Regions from separate parts of the Sus scrofa genome. Here region 1 is linked to region 2. A link is a contact called in public promoter capture Hi-C data. All regions are on one chromosome and are shown on one strand. The core of a region is the stretch at or near the end of the contact, and the rest is flanking DNA. Distances in the headings are between cores, read along the strand shown. Region 1 holds the start of SREK1IP1 (protein SREK1IP1). Region 2 holds the start of DIMT1 (DIM1 dimethyladenosine transferase 1 homolog).

Region 1 (7,357 bases), core at 4,756-7,255, 2.2 Mb before region 2:
AACGGATAAATTTCTAGAAACATACAATCTTCCAAGACTGAATCATAACAAAATAGAAAATAGGAATAGACCAATTACTATTAAGGAGACTGAATCAGTAATCAAAAACTCCCAGCAAACAAAAGTACAGAACCAGATGGCTTCACTGGTGAATTCTACCAAACATGCAAGAAAGACTTAATAACTATTCTCCTCAACCTCTTCCAAAAAATTAAAGAGGAGAGAACATTTCCAAATTCATCTTACAGAGCCAGTATTACCCAGATATCACAACCACGGCCACCACAAAAAAAGAAAATTATAGGCCAATTGCCCTGATAAACACATATGCAAAAATTCCCAACAAAATATTAGCAAACCAAATGCAATTGTACATTAAAAGAATTACACATGATGATCGAGTTGGATTTATCCCAAGGATGCAAAGGTGGGTCAATATCTGCAAATCAACTAATTAACAAAGTGAAAGACAAAAATCATATGGTCATCTCAATGGATGTAGATAAAGCTTTTAACAAAATTCAACATCCATTTATAGTAAGAAGTCTCAACAAAGTGGGTACAGAAGGAATGTACCTCAACATGATCAAAGCCCTATATGACAAAAACCACAGCTAATATCATACTTAATGGTAAAAAACTGAAAGCTTCTCCAAGATCAGGAAGAAGACAAGGATGCCCACCCTCCCTACTTTCATTCAACACAGTACCACAAGTCCTAGCCACAGCAATTAGGCAAGACAAATAATGCAAGGCATCCAAATTGGAAAGGAACAAATAAAACTGTCACTATTTGCAGCTGACATGAAACTATACAGAACTCTAAGGATTCCAGAAAGAAAAAAAAAAAAAAACTGTTAGAAGTAATTAATGAATTCAGTTAAACTGCAGGACACAAAATTAATGTACTAAAATCTGTTGTGTTTCTATACACTAATAATGAACTAACAGAAGGAGAAATTAAGAAAAGAATCCCATTTATAACTGCACCTGAAAAACAAAAAAAAAACTAGCAATAAATTTAACCAAGAAGGTAAAAGATCTGTACACTCAAAACTATAAGACATAGAATAAGAAACCAAAGAAGACAAAATAAGTGGAAAGATATTTTGTGCTCATGGATTGGAAGAATTAATATTGTTAAAATGTCTGAACTACCAAAAACTATCGATAGATTCAATGTAATCCCTATCAAAATTACAATGGCATTTTTCACGGAATTAGAACAAATAATTCTAAAATTTGTATGGAACCACAAAAGGCTTCAAATGGCCAAGCAATCTTGGGGGTGGGAGAGGAGGGAATTATGCTTCCTGACTTAAAACTATAATACAAAGATATAGTAATCAAACAGTATGTATTGGCATAATAATAGATCAATGGAACAGAATAGAGAGCCCAGAAATAAACACACACACACATACACACACACACACACACACACACAATCAATTAACTTACAACAAAGAAGGCAAGAATACACAATGGGAACAGGACAGTTTCTTCCATGAAAAAACTATGCTGGGAAAACTGGACAGCTGCATGTAAAAGAGTGAAACTGGAGCACTATCTTACACCATACATTTAAAAAAAAATAACTCAAATGGATTAAAGACTTTAAGACCTGAAACCATAACAATTCTAGAAGAAAACATAGGCAGTAATCTCCCTGACATTGAATGTAGCAATTTCTTTAAAATATGATTCCAAAGGCAAGGGTAACAAAAGGACAAATAAACAAATGGGACTATATCAAACTAAAAAGCTTTTGCATAGCAAAGGAAACCATCAAAAAAATGAAAAGGCAACCTGCTGCATGGGAGAAGATATTTGCAAATTATGTATCTGATAAAGGGCTAATATTCAAAATATATAAAGAACTTAACTCAGTAACATAACAACAATCTGATTAAAAAATGGGCATAAGGATCTGAATAGACATTTTTCTAAAGACATACAGATGAGAAACAGGTACATGAAAAGATGGTCAGTATCACCAATCATCAGGTAAATGCAAATCAAATCCATGTTGAGGTATAACCCCACACCCACCAGAATGTCTATTATTAAAAAGACAAAAAAATAAATGTTGGCAAGTATGTGGAAATAAGAGACCCCTTGTGTACTGTTCCTAGGAATATAAATTAGTGCAGTCACTGTGGAAAACAGTGTGGAGGTCCTCAAAAAATTAAAATTGAACTACCATATTATCCAGCAATTCCACTTCTTGGTATTTATCCAAAGATACGAAAACAATAATTAGAAAAGATATGCACACCACTATGCTCCCTGCAACACTACTTACAAGAGCCAACACATGGAAACAACCAAAGCGTCCAATGATGAATGAATATAAAGAAGGTGTGGTGTACCACACACACTAGATTACTACTACGTTATAAAAAAGAAAGGACTATTGCCATGGATGGAGCTTGAGGGTGAGGGGATTATGCTAAATAAAATGTCAGAGAAAGATAAATAACACATGATTCCACTTATATGTGGACTCTAAAAAACAAAACAAACAAAACCCAGACTCTTAACAGTCTTAGATACAGAGAAGAGACAGATGATTGTCAAAAGTGAGACAAGGTGGCGGTAAGTTGGGGATAGAATGGGTGAAGGGAATCAAGAGGTACAAGCATCCAAGTATAAAATAAATAAGCTATGGGGATGAAATGCACAGCAATGGGAATACAGTCAATAATATTGTATAACTTTATATGCTGACAGATGGTAACTAGACTTATTTTGGTGACCATTTTGAAATGTATTCAAATGTCAAATCACTATGGTGTATACATGAAACTAATGTAAAATGTCACATATACTTCAATAAAAAATAAAAATAAAAAACAGGGATACTAATAGTCTTATGGGTTTGTTGTCAGGGCAAAATGAGTTATTATACATAGATGGCTTACAACAGTACCTGACAAATAAGAAATGTTCAAAATATGGTAGCTCTTGTAATTATTATTCTTATACAATTTTTTGGCCACAGGAAACTTACACCTAGCAAAAAAGAATGCATATATGGTTGGGCCACTTTGCCTACCAGGGTTTCTTAATACTTTCACTGAATTAAAAAAAAAGAAGGCACATGGCTCCTCCTTTGGCCATACATTCCTACTGCACATAACTACTTTGTCAGGCATCAGTGCCTCCTTTTCTTAAAGTTTACAAATAAGATAATACTTGGATAATAAAATGTTCTTAAGAATAAATATATAGGTTCAATATACAATTTAGTTTAAATCATCATAATATATGGAAATTACATCTTCAGTTGATAACTGGACTTCCCTTGTGGCTCACTTCATCTTCAGTTGATAAGGAAATTTCTCTCACGTGGTCATTTCAGTGCCTCCTCTTCAAAGGCAAAACACAGCATATTTATAGACTATTGACAGGGGTCAACCATAGGTATAATGTCAATTACTTTCTAAAATGACACTAGAGAAATTTTGTCTCATTTATTCAGAATATCTGTGAATCCATTCAGTACCTAATGTGGCATTAGACAGTATAGGCACTAAACAAACATTTCTGCTCTAAAGTCTTTCCAGGCCAAAATTCTCAACAAGCTCTGTATGTTACAAAACTTTGAAGTTTCCATATCTTCAGTCTTATGTCAGAAAAAGTCCCAAACTGGTTTTGAAGGAAAACTTGAGCCACACTTGATATTCTCCCTCAGCCCAATTCGATCAATGTATATTTAGCAAAACTGACTCTATGATAATAAGAACAACGCTGGTTTTTCTTTCTACTGCATACCTAAAACCTAGCATAGAGCCTGGCTTGTGCTATGTGCTCAATAAATATTTGTCGAATTAAAGATTGCCTGTTTAGGCATCTATCTTTGCTAAAACTTCTCATCTTATCTTTATGACCATGTTGAATCTTTCCCCAGAGTAAAACTAAGTCTGCCCTTATACAGTAGCAGTATAACCTCAAGCCCACTGATGCTAATATTTCTCATAAGTTAAGAGATACAGTATTATTTCATCCATCCATCCACTCAATACATATTTGAACTCCTCATAACATGCATGTGTCAAGCACCATTCTAGATTCCTGTCTCTGCCTTCATAATGCCTGTGTTCTATGGGGGGAATAGTAGTGGGGGAGGATACAACAATAAATAAGTACTGTAGAAAAAACTAAAGAGGATAAGGGCCAGGGCATGCTGAGGTGCAGGACATGAATGAGATTTTGCTATATTAATAGAGAGTTGATAGGAAAGGCCCTCTGCTAAAATGACATTTGAATAGGCTAAAGAGTATACTAGAGAAAAGAATGGCAAGTGTGAAGGCCCTAAAAGGATGGGCAATATACTCAATATTTACCAGTGTTTAGCAAGTGAGTGTGATACAACTCCCAAAAAACACTTGGAAATATGAAGAGATAGATACTCTGGGTTTTCACAATGATGTAGGGTAGAGGTGAGGGGTGGGGAAGAAGTTCAAACAACAGAATTGAAAGAATTGCTGTGCCCAAATTACTAAGATTTTTGCTGGAGGTATCAATTACAGCATTTTTGGTTTTGTCTTCAAATTGCCTTCATTATATTACTAAATGTAAATCAACAAAACTGCATAAATAATTTGTGATACATGCTACAGAACTGTATCTGATGCAAATTTACTTCATCTTAATACACTTACACACTTTCATTTTCACTATTTTTTCCATTATGCTGGTTCATCATATTTTGTGTCTGATAGAGACTAGGTCTCACTTCAAGAATTCAGGTGATACTTATTCCATTATTGACCCTGCTCATACTGCATATAAACACTGGATGGGAAATGACATTCTTGACCATCAAAATCAATCAGAAAATCATTCTTATATGGGAACATTTCCCATTAATAATCTGCTCACGTTTTAAGACCAGCTCCAAAAATACTTCTGCCATGAAGCTTTTCCCTAGTTTCCAGTTGCTAACTTCTCAGTACTACCATAGCAATAGGCTAGCTCCTCTCGCCATAGCCTTCCTATCAAACATATCATAAGGTTTTTCTTAACCAGCCTGCCTCTCAAACTAAACCATAAACCCCTCTTGGGCAACAACTAGCGCTTATCCATCCATTTTGGTATCCCCAGTACCTAGTACAGTGCCTGGTGCCTAGCAGACATTCAAAAAAAGGATTGTTGAACTAACAGAGAAAAAATCATCAACGAGATAACCAAAAAAAAAAAAAAAAAAAAAGTCAACTTTTAAAACACCTTGGCTTTTTACCTACGACCCTAGAAAACGCCTGCAGAGCTAAGTTAAAGCACAAATTAGGGCCAGAAGTTTAATAAAGAAATCGCCACCTGAAGACTTTTTCAATTATGTGCTGAGAAGTGCCAGTGTATGGTTCTCGATGCAATGCTATTCAGAGACAGAGGAAAGGACAAGGCTTCTTGTAATCTCTTCTAACCCTAGACCCCAGAATTGCCAGTGAAAGATAATTCTGGAGAGACCAGGTACCCTAGAGGAAGCTCACCTTCCCGTTCGTGGGAGGCTCCTGGATGTAAATGTTGCTCATGTTGGTCAGTGCTCAGGACGCTGTTCCTAATTGGGGATAAAAGCGAACGGTGAGTCACTAAAGCAGTCCACGTATCGGTACACGCTTCCTTAAATCTGGAGGTCGCGAAAAGCTCCAGTCTGTCAGTATCCCGCAAGGCAGCGGCACAGGTCCTATCTTTTTCTAAAGACAGCCGCTCCCGGACGCCGCCATGTTGCTCCCGGACCCGAGCACCGCTAATCCTGAGAAGGGGGCTTCCGATGGCCTCTAGGGAATCAATAAAATATTATTAAGCCTCCGTGGATTAATTTAACTTGTATTAAAATTTAAAAAATAAAAATTTGTAAGTCTTTGGGTTGTTTACTTTACTACACGCGTGTGTAGATCTCATTAACTACCCCTAAACTGGCAGTAATGGTTTGGACCGTGTGTGGTCTACAATACAATTCCTCCGGAAACTGCATCAGTAGCTTCTTGGTTCCTCTATCGCCGCAGGCTTTTAGGGCCTTACCCGACTGTCATCTGGCTACCGCGACGCGAGTAGAAGGAAGCGGCGGCCGTCATTGTACGTTGTCCCCGCAGCCAGCGGTAAGCGAGCGCGCTCTCGAAAGCCTAGGGGTCCTGCAACCCCAATTCCCCGCGCCATGGCAGTTCCAGGTAAAGACCAAACGTAGAGCCCCTGGGTCTGGGCGAGGGAGGGAGCTGGTAGGGTAGGTAGATTGGGGGGCGCTGGCATAAGTAGTAGCGCCTTAGGGCGGAGGCGTTAAAATTAACATTGTCGTTTGGCTTACTTGGAGAAGTTTACAGTCCAAAAATAAACTCTAAAGGAAAGAAAGAAAGAAAGGAATTGTTTCCCCGCCCCAGCCTAGCACTGGATGGACTACGGGGAACTGTATACAGGGCGGAGCGGGGGAAGGGGTGCGCGGGGAGGCGGGTGGAGACGGACTAGTTAGTAACTGTAGGCCTAGGAAGCTGTTAGCCGAGAAAAACTGACTTTAACTTTAATAAGGCTTGAAAATAAAATTTGAGGAGGCAACACTTGGCGGATCCAAGTAGGCATTGTTTGTTGTGAAAGTCGCTGGGCCGAAATGGGTCTCTGCGGTTCTACTTCTTTCTTCCTGTTTTTTGTAGTTGCGTTGTGGCCCTGGACCCGATGCTTTGCCTTTCCGGGTCTCAGTTTTTGTATCAGTAAAAGGAGATTTGTTGATATATGTATATGGGTCCTTACAGTTCTCAGATTCCATGACCAGGGGGTGTCAACCGAAAAACAATGAACCCTGTGAAATAAGTGCTTCAGAGTTTTCCCGTTCACAACTACTAGCTTACTTGGAAGTTCTGGTAGCGGAGGGCATCTCTTTAAACCTACTTTGCCAAGGTGGGTTCTGCAGAGCACTGGTTGCAGGAGATACTTTGAAAAATAAACGCTATCCCCACCCCCACCCCCACCCACCCACCGCTCATACAACTTGGAGATTCATGATGCACTGTAGTATAGCAAAGACATTGAGAATTGCTATGGTTCAGAAACTCTAACTTTGTTGTAACCTGCCCTTCCCAGTATTATTGGACCATGTTTATTCTGTGGAGGCCTGTGCTGAACTGTATTTTACTGTATGGGGAAGTTGTGAAGTTCTACCAACTTAAGTTTTGGTTGGGGGGGCGGGGGGTTGCAGTATTTTAGGAGAGGAAAGGTACATACATTCATACACATAATAACTTTTATTAAAGCTGTATTGTGTGGTAGGATACTAGGCACCAGGAACACAGCTGCCCTTCACACAGAGCTTACAGTCGAGCAGTGAGAAGAAAGTACTAGAAAGTTAGACAAACGCATTGCAGTG
Region 2 (7,230 bases), core at 3,100-5,599:
AAATAAAATTAGTTTTACTTACTACATCTGTCATTAATCGTTTGTACACGATTTATTCTTAAATTCATGGTAACCAAAGATTTGATTTTTATTTATTTATTCATTTATTTTTTGTCTTTTTGCTATTTCTTTGGGCCGCTCCCGCGGCATATGGAGGTTCCCAGGCTAGGGGTCGAATCGGAGCTGTAGCCACCGGCCTACGCCAGAGCCACAGCAACTCGGGATCCGAGCCGCGTCTGCAACCTACACCACAGCTCACGGCAACGCCGGATCGTTAACCCACTGAGCAAGGGCAGGGACCGAACCCGCAACCTCATGGTTCCTAGTCGGATTCGTTAACCACTGCGCCACGACGGGAACTCCCAAAGATTTAATTTTTTAACTACATATTTAAAAATTCACTTGAATCTTACACTAGCTTGTTATTGAAGAGTAAAATTGATTTATATTGTGTTTAAAATGACTCAGCTAGTATCTTTTGCTTCCCTGCCATTCTACCACCAATGATGAGAGTACCTGGGGGAATTGATTCAGGACCCTTCCTGGATGCCAAAATCCACAAATGCCCAAGTCTTTTATATAAGATAGCATAGTACACTGAGTCCTCTGTATCCAAGGGTGTAAACCTAGAGCCAACTGTAATTTTCTGTAATGGCAACATTCAGCTATAAGTAGAGCCCACAAAAGACAGGCTAGTGTTCAGCTGTGTCAAGGACAGAACCCCTATCCCTATCTCCACCCCTATCTCTGCACCAACTACCTGAAAGACCTTGAGCAAATACCCTTAAACTCTATGAGACTCAGTTTCTTCATATGCAAACTAGGGTAAGCATGCTCGCCCTAACAACTTCCCAGGGTTTCACTGAAAATCTGTGTGCAAAGTACTCTGAGGGAGTTCCCTGGTGGTTTTGTGGTTAGGCTTGGCTCTTTTACTGCTGCAACCTGGGTTAAGTCTCATCTGGGAACTGAGTTCCTACATCAAGCTGCTGCATGCCTGGGCCATTAAAAAAAAGTACTTTGAAACCCATAAAATGCAATATGAAAATATAGTATGTAAGTATAAATCTAAAAAATATAAAATAGGCTCTGTTATAATCCACAAATAGAATTCTCAGTACAATTTTTCTGCTGTATTTGGAAAGCTAAATCATTTCAAAGTGATTTATTTTGCCACAGGTTATATATTATTTGATGGTAATGACAGGAAAACATTTATCTGACAGATACTGTTTTGTTTTTTTTCTTTTTTGCCACGCTTGAACCTGCTGCACCACAAGGGAACAGATACTTTTTGAAGGTATCAGTTATTAGATTTCCACTGGCAATGCTTAGACTCATCCTGCTGGTATTAAATGGAGACCATAATCTTCTTTCTTAATTAATTTTATTAATTTAAGATAGCATTTTATTAATCTGATAAAATTAGAATATTTTTTATGGAAGAATTTGCTCATGGTTTTCAAGGTATATTCTTTCAACCAAATTTCATCACATTTTTCTGTTAAGATTTAGATGGCAAAGTAGAAATTAAATCTCTAGGTTTTCTTTGAAATTGTTCTAATCTGTAAGACAGCACTTCATTTTAGCATTTAGATTTGGATATTGTCACAATAACAATAATTTTCATTGTTCTAATCAAATGAAACAGCTTGATATTAAGTAGATTTAAATTTAATTTTGTTTTATCTTGTCTAGGTGAATTATATTCTTTTTCATAGGAATATAGTATTTCAGTAATAAATCTATGTTAAAAGTGTGAAATTCAAACATGCTTAATGTTTTTATGACTTAAATACATTAAAAGTCTGTAAGGAATTATAATTTATACAAGAAAATGCTAACAATATTTTATTTTTATTTTTTATTAAACTCCCAAGCATATTAAAAATGTCATTTCAAGTATGCTATGAATTAATCAATTAATTAAATTTGCTTTTTAGTGCCACACCTGTGGCATATGGACATTCCTAGGCTAGGGGTTTAATTGGAGATGTAGCTACTAACAAGCCACAGCCACAGTAACAAGGGATCCTAGTCTCATTTGCAACCTACACCACAAATCACGGCAACACCAGATCCCCTACCCACTGAGAGAGGCCAGGGATCAAACCTGAATCCTCATGGATTCCTTTCCACTTAGGCACAACGGAAACTCCCATGCTGTGAATTTAAATAAGCCTCTTCTACCAAAGAAAATATTGCTATAATTCTTTTTCAAGTTATAACACAAAACACTCTAAGAATGGCAATGAATCAATTATGCACACCCAAGCTGAAACATTATTATTTTTAATTAACAAAGGATTCTGATATGAATCAGAGAAGCATAAAATTATTTTTTATAATTACAAAACCATTCATAGCTGCAAAAATAACTCAAATACATTCCAGCATAAATTCTACACTCATTTCTTTTTTTTTTTTTTTCTGTCTTTTTTTTTTTTTTAGGGCCGCACCCATGGCATATGAAGGTTTCCGGGCTAAGGGTCTAATCTGAGCTGACAGCCTACGCCAGAGCCACAGCAACTCAAGATCTGAGCCGTGTCTGAGACCTACACCACAGCTCTGGGCAATGCCAGATTCTTAACCCACTGAGCGAGGCCAGGGATGGAACCCAAAACCTCATGGTTCCTAGTCAGATTTGTTTCTGCTGCACCCGCTGCACCACGACAGGAACTCCCACATACTCATTTATTTATTTATTTATTTTCTGTCTTTTTGCCTTTTTCTAGACCTGCTCTTGCAGCATATGGAAGTTCCCAGGTCTAATCGGAGCTGTAGCCACCAGCCTAGCCAGAGCCACAGCAACGTGGGATCCGAGCTGCATCTGCGACCTACACCACAGTTCACAGCAACGCAGGATCCTTAACCCACTGAACAAGGCCAGGGATCGAACCCACAACCTCATGGTTCCTAGTCAGATTTGTTAACCACTGCACCACGGCGGGAACTCCACATAGTCATTTATTTAATGCAGTTCCTACCCCAGCATCACACAATTCCCTAGGACTAATGGATTCATGAGGCATCCAATACTGTCTCACTTCAGAGAGAAAAAAGAATTGGATGAAATTTGGCCAGAATAAATGATACAATCATTAGAACAGCTTCCCTGTACTGATGAGGATAGCCCTCCTAATCCTTTTTCATTTATGGAGGAATTTCCCGACCAACTATATTAGTGTAGAAAATAGTGATTCCCTACCTACATTGTGCATCAGAATCTCCTAGAGGGTCTGTCAAAAATGCATTTGCCAGGGCCAAATCCTATTATGATCCAGTGTGTTTAAGGTAGGCCCTTGGAAAATGAATTTTCATTACGTGTTGCATTAGTTTGCTAGGGTTGCCATAATAAAATATGCCAGACTGGGTGGCTTAAATGACAGAAATTTATTTATTTATTTTTAATTTAATTTAATTTAATTATATATATATATATTTTTTTTTTTGCTTTTTCAGGCCCACACCTGAGTCATTTGCAAGTTTCCAGGCTAGGGGTCTAATCAGAGTTACAGCAACTTGGGGATCTGAGCTGCCTCTGCAACCTACACGCAGCTCAGGGCAGTGCTGGATCCTTAACCCACTGAGCGAGAACAGGGATCAAACTCGCATTGTCGTGGACCCTGGTTGGGTTCATTAACCACTGAGCCACGAAGGGAACTCTGACAGAAATTTATTTTCTTACAGTTCTGGAGGCTAGAAGCCAAGATCAAGGTGTCAGCAGAGTTGGTTTCTCCTGGGGTCTCTCTTAGCTTGCAGATGGCTTCCTTCTGGCTGTGTCATGACACAGTCTTTCCTCTGAGCACAACCCCCCTTTTGTGTGTCTAAAGTAAACCAGTCAGAATGGATTAGGTCACAGTCTGAGGTCCTCATTTTAACTTAAAACACCTCTTTTAAGTTCCTTTCCACAAATCAAGTAGTGGAGGACTCCAACCCCCAGAGAAGCAAGCTCTTCATCCCAAATTCCTGGGATTCTCACCCCACAATCTGCTGGGAAACAGGAGATAGGCAGGTGACATAATAAAAAAAACATTTGGCTTCAGCAATTCTAGAACCTGGCCTGAAAAAGCCAGGCCTAAATTTAAACCGCCTCCAACATCTCTGGGTACACACCAAAACGTACTTAACTAGCTCCAAGCTGTAAGAACAACAAGCCCCGCCCCCATTCTAAACTAGCCAATCCAAACTGATCTGTTGCGTGGCGCCTTCTGGGATTTGTAGGCTCCGGAGGTAGGCTTTCCCTTCAGTTTATGACTACAATTCCCAGCAGCCATCTGGCTCCAAGGTCGGGTTCAGTCTCTGAGGGCGGACCCCAGAGCAAACCAGGGGGCGGGTTCTCGCCCCTCCCAGACGTGATCCGAACCGGTGCTGGGGGTGCAGGCCGGCGATTCCCACGTGGTGCACTTTCTCGGGATTAACGGGTTAGGTTCTCCCTAACTTAACCTGCCTGTGGGCCCGCTGCGGGAAAAGATGCCGAAGATCAAGTCGGGGGCGAGCGTCCGTCGCCGCGAGCGGCAACAACAACGCCGGGAACTGAAGAGCGCCGGAGGTGGGGACAGCCGAGGAGCAGGGTCGAGTCAGGTCTTCCGGCAGGACCAAGCCCGGGGCGAGGACGGAGATGTGGGTCGGGACAGTGAGACTGGGCGGGATTCCCGATCCGGGAGCGCAAGTCCTAGGTTTCCCCGAGCGCCGGCCACAGGCCCGGCGCGCCGCCCTCTCGCTTCCTTTTCAGCAGAAGGGGAGGACTTAGTTTATCAATCCTAGCTTGATGTTTGGTTCTTCTCGGCACAGAAATCTTCCCTCAACTCTCCTACTTTCTTTTAAGGGACAGTCTAATATTTGATTTTAGTTAGGAAATTAAGGCTGTTTCATGTTTTCTTACAGGACTCATGTTCAACACGGGCATTGGGCAGCACATTTTGAAAAATCCTCTCATTGTTAACAGCATTATCGATAAGGTGGGTGTGGAATAGGAAAGGGAGAGTTATTGGGTAATTCATTTTATTTTTAGGAATATCTAAGCACGGAAAGGATGTCAGGCACCAATTAGATGCTGTATAAATACCTGTTGGATGAATTGAAGAATTGTGTAGGATTCACAAGCTGTCTTCAGTATGATTTGCTTCATTCTGTGGATCTCGGTTTCTCCGGACTCCAAATTCTTTTGTCTTTCTGTAGAGTATTTACTTCTTAGCTTGACATTTCTACTTGTTGCATTCCAGATTATTATTCTTCTATTCCAAATCACTTTTTCTAGGCACCATCTATCACTGCTAATTTTTATTTACTCCATAGCCTAAAAATGTGTCTGAACCTTTAAAAGTTTGTTTCCCAGAGAAACTTAAGTGGTATAAGGCAATGCCACATTGGAGTATATTTCCTGTCTGGGTTATCGATTTTACCTTACTGTTTTAGATGACTGAGCGCTAAGACATGAAACTTAGGTCGTGCAAATTACTTTCATGTTGCAAAGGAAGCATCTTGAAGCTGTTGAAAGAACATGAATTTACACTAGGATCTCATCTTGACGTGGTGTCATTTGCAGAATGAGAGCTGGCTTTATTTTTAGCATTTTTTTTTTTTTTTTGGCTGCACCCACAGCATATGGAGGTTCCACAGCTAGAGACTGAATCCGAGCCACAGCTGTGACGTATCAGCTGTGGCAACGCCTGATCTTTAAGCCACTGTGCCACAGCGGGAACTCCCTATTTTTAACATTTTTGGCTTACAGATTCCTTTGAGCATCTCCTAGAAGCCATGGAATCGAATACTGTAGCTGTGTGCATACAGATACCCAGATTTATGTACAATTTCTAGATACTCCTGTATCCCTGAAACCGTACAAGGATGTAAAATTGAGAGATCCTAGTACAACATGCTGTGGTTCTCAGGCAAGGTCATCATTTTGACCTTTCCAGTTTGAACCTGGTGGTAACAGAGTTGGTAACTTGATGCTTTTGGAATCATTTCAAAGCTAGAAAGCAGAGTGCCACTCTCAGAACGAACTGCTCTTCCTGTTTTTCCGACGCCTAACTTTTCTGACTCCTAACTATTGCCCCAAATTAGAAGTGTTAGATTTCCACTTGCATCTAATGTTAATGAGATGATTTCGTTAAGCGCATAGGTCATGAAGGAATCACCTAAAAATGAAATGAGAATAAAGATCTCCTAACTGAGCACTTTTGAGTAAAGATATTCAGATGTAAATTAAATTATGTGTTCAGATGAGCCTGTAAATCTAAAGTGGTTGTGCTTGCTTGCAGGCTGCCTTGAGACCAACTGATGTGGTGTTGGAAGTTGGACCTGGAACTGGCAATATGACTGTAAAGTTGCTAGAAAAGGCAAAAAAGGTAAAAAGAGGATTTAATTTTTGGTATCAGAAATGGCTATGGAGCAAGCTCAGGTGGTTTACAAATATGGATCTATTTGAATTAATCGCTATTATTTTAACAGTAATTCTTGCTCCTTTGCTATAAATGTTATCTGATATGAGTGAGACGGGTAAAGGGGGTCAAAAGGTACAAACTTAACAGAGTTCCCCTTGTGGCTCAGTGGGTTAAGAGCTTGACTAATTTACATAAGGATATGGGTTTGATCCCTGGCCTTGCTCAATGGGTTAAGGATCCAGTGTGGCCACTAGCTGTGCTGTAGGTCACAGATGCAGCTTGGATCCTGCATTGCTGTGTCTGTGGCATAGGCCGGCAGCTGCAGCTCTGACTTGATACCTAGCCTGGGAACTTCCACATGCTGCAGGTGCAACCCTAAAGAGGAAAAAAAAAAAAAAAAAAAAAAAAAAAGATAAAACTTCAAGTTATAAAATAAGTAAGTCCTAGGGATGTAATGAATAGCATGGTGCCTATAGGTAACAATACTGTATAGTATATTTTAAAGTTGCTAAAGAGAGTAAAAATTCTCATCACAAGAAAAAAAATTTGTAATTATGTGGTGATGAATGTTAAACTTATCTTGCAATGTACATACATATAATGAACTACGTTGTATACCTAAAGCTAATATAAAGTTATATGTCTGTTAGATCTCAACTTTTAAAAATGGATTAAAAGATAAGGAAAATATGGGATATACTAGTCAGGAAAGCAAACCACATTAGGTATTTCAGTACAGGGAATTTAATATAGGGAACTGGTTATGTAATTGTTAGAGGACTAAAGGAATAAAATGGGAATACTGAGGTATCCCAAGAGTAGTAATTACAAAGAGCTACCACCA

What was found. Promoter capture Hi-C pulls out the DNA fragments that hold promoters and counts their contacts.
Region 1: a contact with region 2 is called in a promoter capture Hi-C map of liver, with 9 times the contacts expected there. The contact joins the promoter of SREK1IP1 here to the promoter of DIMT1 in region 2. A contact is called at or near these places in 1 of 5 promoter capture datasets (liver) and 1 of 2 datasets of contacts at active chromatin or transcription factors (skeletal muscle).

What each region holds. Positions count from the first base shown.
Region 1 is chr16:43,344,879-43,352,235 of Sscrofa11.1, reverse strand. It overlaps SREK1IP1 (protein SREK1IP1), which reads left to right and starts at 6,005. Exons shown (of 4, transcript XM_021076777.1): 1 at 6,005-6,173. The coding sequence starts at 6,161. CWC27 (CWC27 spliceosome associated protein homolog) reads right to left here and starts at 5,730. Exons shown (of 14, transcript NM_001243923.1): 1 at 5,496-5,730. The coding sequence starts at 5,537.
Region 2 is chr16:41,108,322-41,115,551 of Sscrofa11.1, reverse strand. It overlaps DIMT1 (DIM1 dimethyladenosine transferase 1 homolog), which reads left to right and starts at 4,349. Exons shown (of 12, transcript NM_001244313.1): 1 at 4,349-4,549; 2 at 4,885-4,958; 3 at 6,264-6,350. The coding sequence starts at 4,471.